Linked DNA regions of Arabidopsis thaliana: region 1 is linked to region 2. Evidence: chromatin contacts called from public capture Hi-C data. All regions are on one chromosome and are shown on one strand. The core of a region is the stretch at or near the end of the contact, and the rest is flanking DNA. Distances in the headings are between cores, read along the strand shown.

Region 1 (5,895 bases), core at 540-3,039, 52 kb after region 2:
AGTGGAGAGATTGAGATCGGAGAGTGGTGTTTCCGGTGAAGCAAGAGTTTGGTTTATAGAGGAAGAATTGAGGAGAAGCTTGTAGATTGAGAATGTATAAGTTTGTTTAGCTGTCTTCAGGGTTTTCAAGAAGCATTGCGGAGTCATCGAATCGTCTCGTCGGCGGCTTTGGCTCACTCACCACTCCGTTCATCAGAACTGGAAATTTGAACCGGCCGCTACAAAAGTGGCAAGATGTTCGGTTTTCTAATATGAGAACGGCATGATTTGTTTATCACCTTCATGTCTCCGAACATTTTATTTATTATCTAAGTTATAGGCTTATTATAGCTTAAGAAAAAATGGCTTATTATAGGCAATCTCATATGGACCTCTTGGAAGAGATCTCCATGTACAAAGACATTGTTCGACATACATCTGATCTACTGACCAATCACTTCTCGCTATAAAGAATAATTCCCATTTTAGCTACTAGAACAAATGTATCTCCATAATCAACACATTCAGTCTGTCGGTTTCTGAGTGCCACGAGTCTGGGTTTGTATATCTCACTCTATGGTTCCATGAGATCAGTATTTTACTATAATATATTCATTTGCACACAATTGCCTTTTTTTCTTTCGGGGCAAAGTTTCAAGATTCCATGTATGATTGTCTTCTAAAGCATCAATTTCAGTTCCCATTATGTTTCTTCTCATCTTGTAACCAATAGCTTGCTGAAACATTTTTGGTTATGTTAACATTATGTTATGTATCACATATATATATATAAGACATATATATATATATATATATATATATATATATATATATTTTACACACATGTTACTTAATATACTATATTACACACATTTTCTTATTGTTAGTTCATAAACATAATACACATTACTGTCATGTTTTGTTTATTGTTTTGATAAAACTGACTGTCATGTTATGTTTCAGTTTAAACGAAGAAGCGTATATATCAATTTAATCTTATGTAATAGTTATTGAATATGCATCCATTTTACAATGTTTTAACAAAAGAAATATAATTTTACAATGTTTCAACCGAGAAATCATACTTTATTGTTAAAAAGAAAAAATGACATTTTGAAATCATATATATATACATTTTGTAATGCCCACTCATTGGATTCCGCTAGTTGGTGCTACTGAAATATTGATAAGGCATATGCGTGAATAAATGTTAAAAGTGGATAATAATTTCCTCTTATTTTTCGTTAACGTTTTCATAACTCTACTTCTGAATTTGGGTCGACCTATCTTATCTATTATCCACATGTATGTGATGTGTACGTCAGTACGTATTAAGAATATATATTACTTTGTGTCATATATATTACTTTAATCATTTCAACATAATCCAAATGTATATTAAAAAATATTGTGGGAGCTATAAATAGAAAGAGAAACAATCACATAATAATTAGAAAATTCTGAGTGAGAAAGACAATAAAAAAAAGTTTGTAGTCAGAGAAATATTTGTTTTTCTATATCAAAGGTAAACTGTCTCGTCAATTCTTTTGATAAGGGTAAAAATGTGACATTGAATTGCTATATTGGTAGAGCAAACTTGTTGAATTCGGTAAAAACAATTTGTAAATATATCACTTTCAAAAATTGCTCGGCATACAAAATACTTGAAAGAAGATATCGTCTAAAGCTATAAATAGTAAACTGAGCCAAATTAGTAAGACAAACACATTAAAAGCTTGAAGTTTGAGAAAATTGGGAATAATAGATACGACTATAAAGAAATGGTCCTCACATACTCAGCGTTGCGTTTGATTTCAATGCTAATGGACCACACACATATATTCATCCCCTCGAGCTAATATTACCATCTCATTTTGTCAGATCCATTATACGCAAAGATTCTAATGTATTTATGTTTTGTTTTGCATTTATATATAAAAGCGATGAAACAGCAAACTAGCTATTTCGATAAATACGAAGATAATCATAACACAAAATATTTACACATAAAATTCTTCCGATTAAAACATATCGAGTCCATTTAGGGACCCAAATTGGTAAATATATTAGCCAAAAGAGAGAACAATAAGCGATAATTAATAGAATGTTTAGAGATAAGAGATAACAAAGATGAATAGTGGTACTACTTATGTGATTAGCAATATAGCTGCAAGTTGGAGTGAAGACATATTATATTAATTGAGGTACTTATTTTCGTAAAACAACAATTTCATTTGGCAATACTGAAAAATATATCCAAAAATATACGTGATTGACGGACATATCAAAGATATCATCATGATGTGAAAATAGCTGCCAACTTGCTATATTGGTACTGATAGAATGATTTGGCTTCCACTTATGGACGAAGTCTAGGTCATCCAAGGCATTGCTCAAAACCATTCGATTCATAGTGGAAGCTATGATAAAAAAAAAAAGATTTATTTCTACAATGACTAATGGAAAGTAATTTAGACACACACATCTCCATAACATAGAAAACATTACTAAACACACATATAACAAGATGTACTACAAGACATAATAACCAAAAATAATACTAATATTTATAGAATTTGTTTTGGAAACAAGTTTGGGAGGTTGTGCTCATAAACAAAACATGAAACTCATAACTGTGAATAGGTTTTGTTCACAGTCTGAGTATATATGATGCTATAGATTTATTGTTCCCTTATAACAGAATAAAGAGAAAAAGAGAGTATATATTCTTCATTGTTTCAATATCAGTTATAAGGACGAAATCTAAATATGTAAATAGAGGGGACACAAATAGGTTGGACTGAATATGCCTAGCCTACAATGTGTGTAAGGTCCACCCAACAAGTTCTTGATTGATTCTCAATTTGAATGTAATAGCCAACATGAACCAACAAAACAAAGAACTGACAGTGTGTCTTGAAAACCTTTTCTTTGCTAGACAACAATAGTTCCATATAGACCTGTTATATATATTATCTCAACTTCCATATATAATATCCTTTTTTGTTTCTAACAAAACAAAACTATATTGTGTTGTTTTGGAAATGCAAGGTGGGATTGGCAACATAAGAAATAAGGCATATATATTAGTTACCTTAAGTAGATCTCTCTTACCTTACTGATCTTGATGTTGTGACTCTTGTTCACTTATTGAAATAGAAGCTTGTGGATCTATTAATGTCTTGATAAAGACTGCCAAAAACCTGAGATCAAATGCTCAATGTTATCACATGAAACAAGATACCCACAAAAGTTCTTTGTCAGATCTTTATGTATAACAAATAAAAATAAACGGGAGGATATGTTAACATAAAGGTGAAAAAAAAAAACTTCAAGTAGAAACAAACCTACCTGAAGAAGATCTGGATGGAATCCAAATAATCTATACAGAGGGAGAGAGAGAGAGAGGGAAAGAATAGTCGTTGATTGCCGATGCAGCATCATCAAGATTCTCATTTTCATAGAGAACTTTGTGGAGAGTGAATCACCACCGTCCATCAACAGATGTGAATCTTGATGATGCCACAGCAGCCAACAACGACCGTGGCTCCGGAAATTAGTCTTCCATTTTTGTTTAACAATCTTCTTGTAGTAATCTTTTGTCTCTCAAACTCAAACTCAAACTCAAACTCAAACCCAAACTCAAACTTTGAGTGACTTACTACTTAACAAATATCATCTATATGGTACTTAACCTTCTTAATTTATAGACACTAGAAACTCGTACCTTCATATATATAATATATAAATATGTATATACAAACATGGCGGAATAGTCGAGATGACTTGTTTTGATTGAAGGAATTTTGAAGTAACTAAGATGTCAAATTTAATCTCGTATACTTAGTTGGAACCTAACCATCTCCAAACCAGAAGAAAAAAGTGAAAAAGAATTGAAACCCTAAAAGATAAAGATGGCAGAGGGGAAGCAAAAACAGATGATCGAATAACATCTGAACTTCTTAATATATACTGCTAAAATAGTAAAACGAGACAAACCCACAAATTTCTATTTTTGATTTGAAAAAAGCTTAAGTATGACGTATTTATAACATATTACCAGATCTTGGAAGCCATATATTAACCAGAGAAAGACCTGGTGAGATCTAGAACACAGATGAGAGAGAGAGAGAGAGAGAGATGTGTTTGTCTAAATATATATGCACAGTAAGAGATGTGACTGTGTAATAATATATATGTTGATTTATTTGGTATCATATATACATATGTTGAATTTTTGTTACTAAATGTTAATATATGCATAAATATTTTATGAAGAGAGTTTGATTGGCAGAAGTTGAGTTATGGTAAAGAGAGTTGGGACAAATGGAGTTAGGAGCTGCCATCTTGGAGTCCACCTCGTGAAGGAATATCTCACTTTCCCACTTCACATGTGTAAACTTCTTCTTATTTGCGCAACTATTATTGGATCTATGCCCCTTATAAAAAAAAAGAACAAAAAGAATAGCAATTTGAAGTAGCTAAAGTTTTAACAGTTCAGTGAAATTAAATAACATTTGGTGGTAAGCTTTAAGCCTTTAACAGTGTAGTGAAAATAATTTAGTGATTACAACTTAAAAACGTAGAGAAACTTAAAGATAAACGGTAAGACGAATTAAAAAGAGAGTGGCAAAACAAAGAGTAATAATTTAGTAATTCGTTTAGTTGAATTGAATCTATTTAGGTTAAGAAGAAAAACATTGCCAAATTGTCTTGGGAAAAGAATATGTACTTTTCTGCCCTGAGTTCAATTCTCACTAGAAACAAAGTTATGGTATTTTTGGTAAGCAATAATGGCACAGTATTGATTTCATGGACTGTATTTTGGTAAGTCAATTAAATTCACTTTAAAATTACTCGGATTTTTCTGTGATTCCGGAATGTTGTTGTGTTAGCATGGTCTTTGCAAAACAAGTTGAACCTTGCATTACTCCGGTGTCGTCGATGCATTGCAATTAGATATATATATATATATATATATATATATATGTATATATATATATATATATCCAAAAATAGATGGGATAGTAAAATATATAGATTCAAGGAATTATCTGAATGTTGTTTTTAATATATACAAAAAATTGATTGTTGACACATATTGAGATCCAAGACGGCATAAATACTATGTGTACACATATGAATACTACGACAGGACGTAATTAATCATCTCTCAAAGAAATTTGAACCCGGGACACAGTGAACCTTAAACCTGTTTTTGTACTAAGAAAAGCTGTAGCAAAAGATATTAATTCAATCTATGGAGTACATAGTAGAAAGTAGAAACAATAATTTCTCTAAGTACTACAGGTTAGCAAAACCGATGATACCGCCAAAACATGCACACAAACTGATCTTTAAACCAAAAGATCTACAAGACAAAGATTTTACGCACACAAGAAAATGGTCCAAACAGTTTTATTTCGAATTGAACTAAAGAAATGAAAGAGAAGAGTTCACGTGTTAAAAGTGGTCAATGAAAAATGTCTGTCTACAAAATGAAACGATTGGTGCATCACGAATAGAAAATTATTGTCATCAAGCAAAGTTCGAAAACCACATTCCCAAATATACATATATGTATTAGCTTCTTATATTAAACATTATAATAAGATTTATATTATACTTGAAACAAAACCTATAATCTCAAATTCTCAATGGCATCTATAATAACGAATAAAATTAATCTTTAGTTAAGGATCCTGACTACATTTACTCTACCATGTGTAGTAAATTTAGTTTATAGATCATACTTGTTTAACCTAATAAAGTATTAGCAGACGGACCTCCTTTAATTACCTGCCAAATGTCATGTAAAAAAACCATTTTCATTGGTTAGTTATTATAATATGTTTGTCATACAATGTGTAAGAGTTGAAGAGAAAACAACAAAATGGGGGGTGTGGTGCTTGATTC
Region 2 (5,402 bases), core at 1,741-4,240:
TTTCACTGTATGGCAATATTTGTGATGGCTGTGCAAGAAGTATTTATGACATATGTGAATAAATAATTATTAAAAATGAATAGAAGTTACTAAAGGATAAAAATTGAGAGTGTACTTACAAAATGACCAGCACCAAGAATCCAATAAAAATGGAGATTTTTGTATGATTTGGTAAAGCCTCTTGTTGCTCTGTCACTTTCGCAGAATAATGGCTCTCTTTCCATTTTCTTGAATTCTTCTAGCCCCTCCCACCTTACACATAATCATCATCATTATCATGTAATGACAAATTTATATACCAACAACCTATCTTTTTTATAATTAATACCAACAATATTCGTTGAGTGATTTAATATTGTTCTCTATTTATTACAATAGTGTGCCTATATTCAGTAAGTATTTTGGATTCTATTTTCATAATGAGGATACACTATATTCTTATTTATAGAATGATGATGTAATGTAATGTAACTAAACTTAGAAAAAGTAGATTGGTCTTACCTGAGTTTGTGAACCCATGCTTCAGTTCCACTTGTTGAACAGATAACATCAAGCTGCGTATATAAACCACATGTCAATTTATCTCATTCTTTAGATTCATATTTCAAGTTGCAATTATGCAAATGATTTCTTATCTTTCATATTAATCAACTATATAATTTGTTTTCTTATAAATAATGATGGTCTTACTTGTCCATTATAGATGGTCACATCTACCCCCGTGGCAAGAAGCTCATCGACCTGCCAAAAAAAAACAATTTATTTTGTATTAACGAATCAAACTAATTTAAATAGTTTTTTTTTATAATTAAACTAATTTAAACGGTTTATATATTTTTTTAAAAAGAATTATTACGTCTTCAATTACGGGTTTCATAAAAGCAGCCTCCATTGCTGTAAACACATCATCCGAATTGTTTCCCCATCTGTTAATTTTTACAAAACCAAAATATAACACATTTAACAACTAAACTTTGATTATATTAAAGTTTGATACTATAAAAGAGTAAGAGGTTACTTACATGAGGTCGTTGGGAATAATCTTGAGCTTCTTCTTAATAACGCCATTCATTAATTTATCAAGGTCTCCTTCAACATCTTCTACGTCACTTAAACTTCTCATATCATTTAAATATCTTGAATACTTTTTTATTTTCTCTTCCTTTTTGATTTTTAGACTCGTTGTGAGCGAGACAGGGTCCATACCAGTATCCAATAGAAAATTGTAAAAATCCTACATTAAAACCAACATGTAAAATACTCACTTTATCATCAAATCTTTATAATTGTACATACTAATGGATTTAAAAATAAGAGGAGAAATAATTTACGACGAAATTGGATTTGGAACTAATCAAGTTTTCGAGGTCCATCCATGTTTGCGTCGCTCCAACGTATTCACCATTTTTAATTTGTGTTTTAATCTTCTCTGCTAAGCTGCTCCAAAAAAAAGTAAACTATATAGATTAGAGAGGTAAATTAATTACGTATTAGAAAAATTGATTTTGTATTAAGATAAAGACCTATTAGAGCTATCCAAGCCATTGTCATCAAGCCTAGAGACATGCTTGAGAAGAGGTCCCCATGAAAACTGTAACAATTAATCAATAAAAATCATATGAATATAATTTAATCACAAATAAATAAGAGTAACATGTTTTAAAAAAATGATGAAACTCACCACAAAATCTTCAGGGGATATCCAACTATCTCCCAAAATCACTCCTAATCACACATATTATAAAATAGAATTATTTGTCTACTACATTATTAGTTTCATTTTATTCAGAGAAAAAAAGAAAATAAAGAAAGCACGTAATCCCTTTACCTCCAAGATGAAGCTTCAATTTGCCAGATTGAACTGCGTCAATAACCGATAAACCGAGCTTAACCGCGATTTTGCCACCATAAGATTCAGCAACAATGAAGAGAGGGCTTTGGTTTAAAGTCTGGTTTTTGTTGAAGAGTTGTTGCAACAGTTTGGTCAAATCTTGTGCTGCTTCTTCATCACTTTTCACATACAAATCCTTTTGATTGCCCTCCACGAAACTGTACCCTGCCCCAACTGGACTATCCTTTATTTTCAAGAAAAATATATATATAATCGATTAAAAACTTAACATATGTGAGTAAGCTTAAAGACTGATCAAATTAGATACCACGTAAAAGTAATTAATTACACACTTTTGAAAACAAAATTTTGTTTTACTCTATATCAAAGAAGAATGATAGTATTATTGTTTTTTTTTTGTTAATAATAATATTGGTGGAAATAAAAGTAAACATGAAAACGAAAAAAATACCACAAACAAAAGATCGGCTTTCTTCAACCAAGTTGAGTTTCTGGGCTTGAGAAATGTGTCTAATGGTCCAACCTCCTGAAAATTCCCTATACCAACCCCTGAAGCTCCCTGTTTCATCAAAACCAAATAATTGAAAACATTAATGATCAATAAACAACAAATGTGTAAAAAGACGAATAAGATGTAAAATAAAAGAAGATAAAAACTTACAGGTCCACCTTGGAGCCAGAGGATGATAGGCCATGGCTTGGAAGGATTTTCAACTCTATATGGACTTTTATAATGCCACCAAAACATGTGTGCTTCTATTTTCACGATTTTGATTTAGAAAAAAGAGTCAAAACAAAACCCATTTAGTCATATCTAACATAAACCAATTGATTTCTTGAAAATTTTGGTAGAAGAAAGAGAGATAAAGAACGTACTTGGTCTAACTTCGACGTATCCCCAAGCTTCGGATCCATCGGAGTTAATTTTTCTTACATGTTTGGTTTCTCCATTGGTACATGAAACAATGAGACATAGAATCACCAGATAAACAACTGTTGTCTTCATTCAGACGATTCTTTGTGGATCAATTTTCCTATCTTGTGATTGTGGGAGAGGGAGAGAGAAAAGAAAATTTGAGAGGGATAAAGACACTATAGGAAGCAATATATTATGGAGTGTCAAGTCATTAAGTCAATGCTATTGGTTCAACCTTATTTGGTATATATATACTATATATTATATAATGAAAATTCACTAGTAAAGATAGAATGTCAGCTAAATTCTTACTGTAATTATTAACCAAAAAGTAAAAGAAATATTTTCTTCCATAAGAGAACATTAATATTTTTGTTTTGTTTTTCTGACAGCAATAGGTTGTGATATTTTTGGATAATTTTTTTTGTAGCACAAAATTTTGGTCATCCACATTCTGTTCTTGTTTCTTGGCTTCGTAGATTGATTGCTAGATCGTAGATAAACGTGTACGACGGAATAAAGTATTGTGGTCATGAAAAATATCGGTATGGTTATTTCCGATGAACCTCCACCACTCAAGGAAAAATGGATTCATTCGATTTGAGGGAAACAGAAGAACATCACGTAAATTATGTTATTTATTGTTTTTGAGCGAGTGTTGTTTTAGATTATTACTTTTCTTAAGACGAAACTAGGTTTGATTAGCCTTTTTTGTCTATGAAGTGTAGATTGCTACTTATAGTGTTCTGCCTAGTGTCTATACTGGATTTTGGATATCGGGCCTGAGTTTATGGGTGGATATTTACTTGTTGATCTTTTGCAAGACAGCAAGAGCAACGTAGTAGTAAAAACAATCTCCTTGGTTTGCTTCTTAGATGATGCGGCCGGCACGAATGCAACTATGACACCAAAAAAGTGGTTTCCACTCATTGATTACGAATAGATTCATGCGTAAGTCCGTTATCCTTTTTAATAAATACCGTAACTGAATTTATTCTCAAATAGTAAGAGATGATAAAGCAATTTGATATTTAGCTATTCGGGGAATTAACGTAAGGTCGATGCAACAACTACTCCACATGTTGGCTATCAGTATTGCGTCACTTTCTTGAGCTAAAAAACAGATAAGAGGAAAATAAAATTTCAAAAAAGTACATCTGAATATTCAGGCAATTTAATATCTTAACTCATACGTACATGGCCAAACTTAGCTTTCATGTCAGAAGTTTGATAAAAGTTTTCAATTCCAAGATAGTATATCTATTCACACAAAACATTCCGATTTTAAATTATGTTGTTACTAAATAATAATAATAATAACGACGCAACTATAATTAATTAGGCTAACTATAACCATATTTGTTTTATAAAAACAAATTAAAAAAAAAATTAAGTTAGCATACGAAAAAGGTGACAGGCCAAAACACATTCAAACCCATCTGAATTCACATTTTCTATATTTTTTATAACAAATAATTTTCTTGCATGTTTTATACACAAAGAAATTGACATCTTATGTTTCTTTTTGTATAAAATAGCATGTCAATTTCTACAAGGTAAAGGATTTTTCCAAGTAATTATCCATGGATTGAACCCTAGATTCGTATTTTCTAATTGTTATTCTTTATTTCGAGCACAAGACATCGCATAATTTTTTTTGTCAGTTAATTTTTTTTCGCATATATAGAACCAATCAATCTATACTCTATATGTGAATACCCGAACGCCTAACCTAATAAAAGCATACTAAACTGAAGGCAAAAAAGGTTCAAAACCAGGTCCATTAGAATGCCCAATAGAAAAAGTCACTTAGGGAAATATCAACTAACTCAAAAGGAATAAGAAGAAATGGGCTCCAAACTCAATCACTGACACACTGGTCCTGATCGGATGCTCTCCATCTCAAAACGGCACGCCCAACCACGTAGGCTAGCACCCTCCCTAAAGAGTAATTAGCGGGCATTTTCCCCCATCATATTTGAGGTCCACCGATTAGTGTGAACTTTAGTTTACGTGTTTGTAATATTTTTTTTTGTCTGTAATATTTTAATTTATTTTTATTTTGTTCCAAATGATCGATCTTCTCAACTAACAAATCATTCATGCAGTTTTACTTGATGAGGGATTTCATATACAATTTTACAATTGACACTACAAAGAGTCAAAGATTTACATTAGAAGGTTCTCTCTACACCATGCTAATGATAGACAAATTTACCCTTTGACAGACCAGACCACTCATCAGACGTGGCCGTCATCAGCCGAGTTAACTCCTTGTAATCTTTCTCAAAAGCAGTATCGGTTAAAGATAGTGAAATGAGGAATGTCATCACCTAGAAAAGAGATTCAAATTTTGCATGAGGGGATAAACAGTGTTTGAAACTCTTTAAACTAAGTTGAATAATGTGGTTGTTCGAGCCAACATTCCATCTAATGTAGTTTAATGTTGGCTCGAACAAAAAGATCAACCTTACAAACCAAAAGATTAATACCAAGTGGAAAATATTGATAATTTATGTATGTTTCTTTTGGACGTACACGTTTCAATAGTTTGAAGAATTTCTTAGGTAAACCATAAATTATATATGTATATATATATATATATATATATATATATTCTTCTTCATTTATTGA

Evidence for each region. Capture Hi-C pulls out chosen DNA fragments and counts their contacts.
Region 1: a capture Hi-C map of root shows a contact between it and region 2, with 2.9 times the contacts expected there. The contact joins the promoter of AT2G08215 here to the promoter of SCPL51 in region 2. A contact is called at or near these places in 2 of 26 Hi-C or Micro-C datasets (root and vegetative nucleus) and 1 of 3 other capture datasets (root).

What each region holds. Positions count from the first base shown.
Region 1 is chr2:11,939,507-11,945,401 of TAIR10.1, forward strand. It overlaps AT2G08215 (a long non-coding RNA gene), which reads left to right and starts at 1,790. Exons shown (of 1, transcript NR_140299.1): 1 at 1,790-2,027. AT2G28050 (Pentatricopeptide repeat (PPR) superfamily protein) reads right to left here and starts at 147. Exons shown (of 1, transcript NM_128364.2): 1 at 1-147. The coding sequence starts at 147. It overlaps MIR172a (a microRNA gene), which reads right to left and starts at 3,509; the gene lies at 3,408-3,509. It also overlaps the pseudogene AT2G28053.
Region 2 is chr2:11,886,186-11,891,587 of TAIR10.1, forward strand. It overlaps SCPL51 (serine carboxypeptidase-like 51), which reads right to left and starts at 2,991. Exons shown (of 13, transcript NM_128351.3): 1 at 2,729-2,991; 2 at 2,514-2,608; 3 at 2,304-2,411; 4 at 1,829-2,075; 5 at 1,682-1,725; 6 at 1,524-1,591; 7 at 1,332-1,437; 8 at 1,023-1,234; 9 at 857-926; 10 at 691-741; 11 at 502-554; 12 at 120-252. The coding sequence starts at 2,858.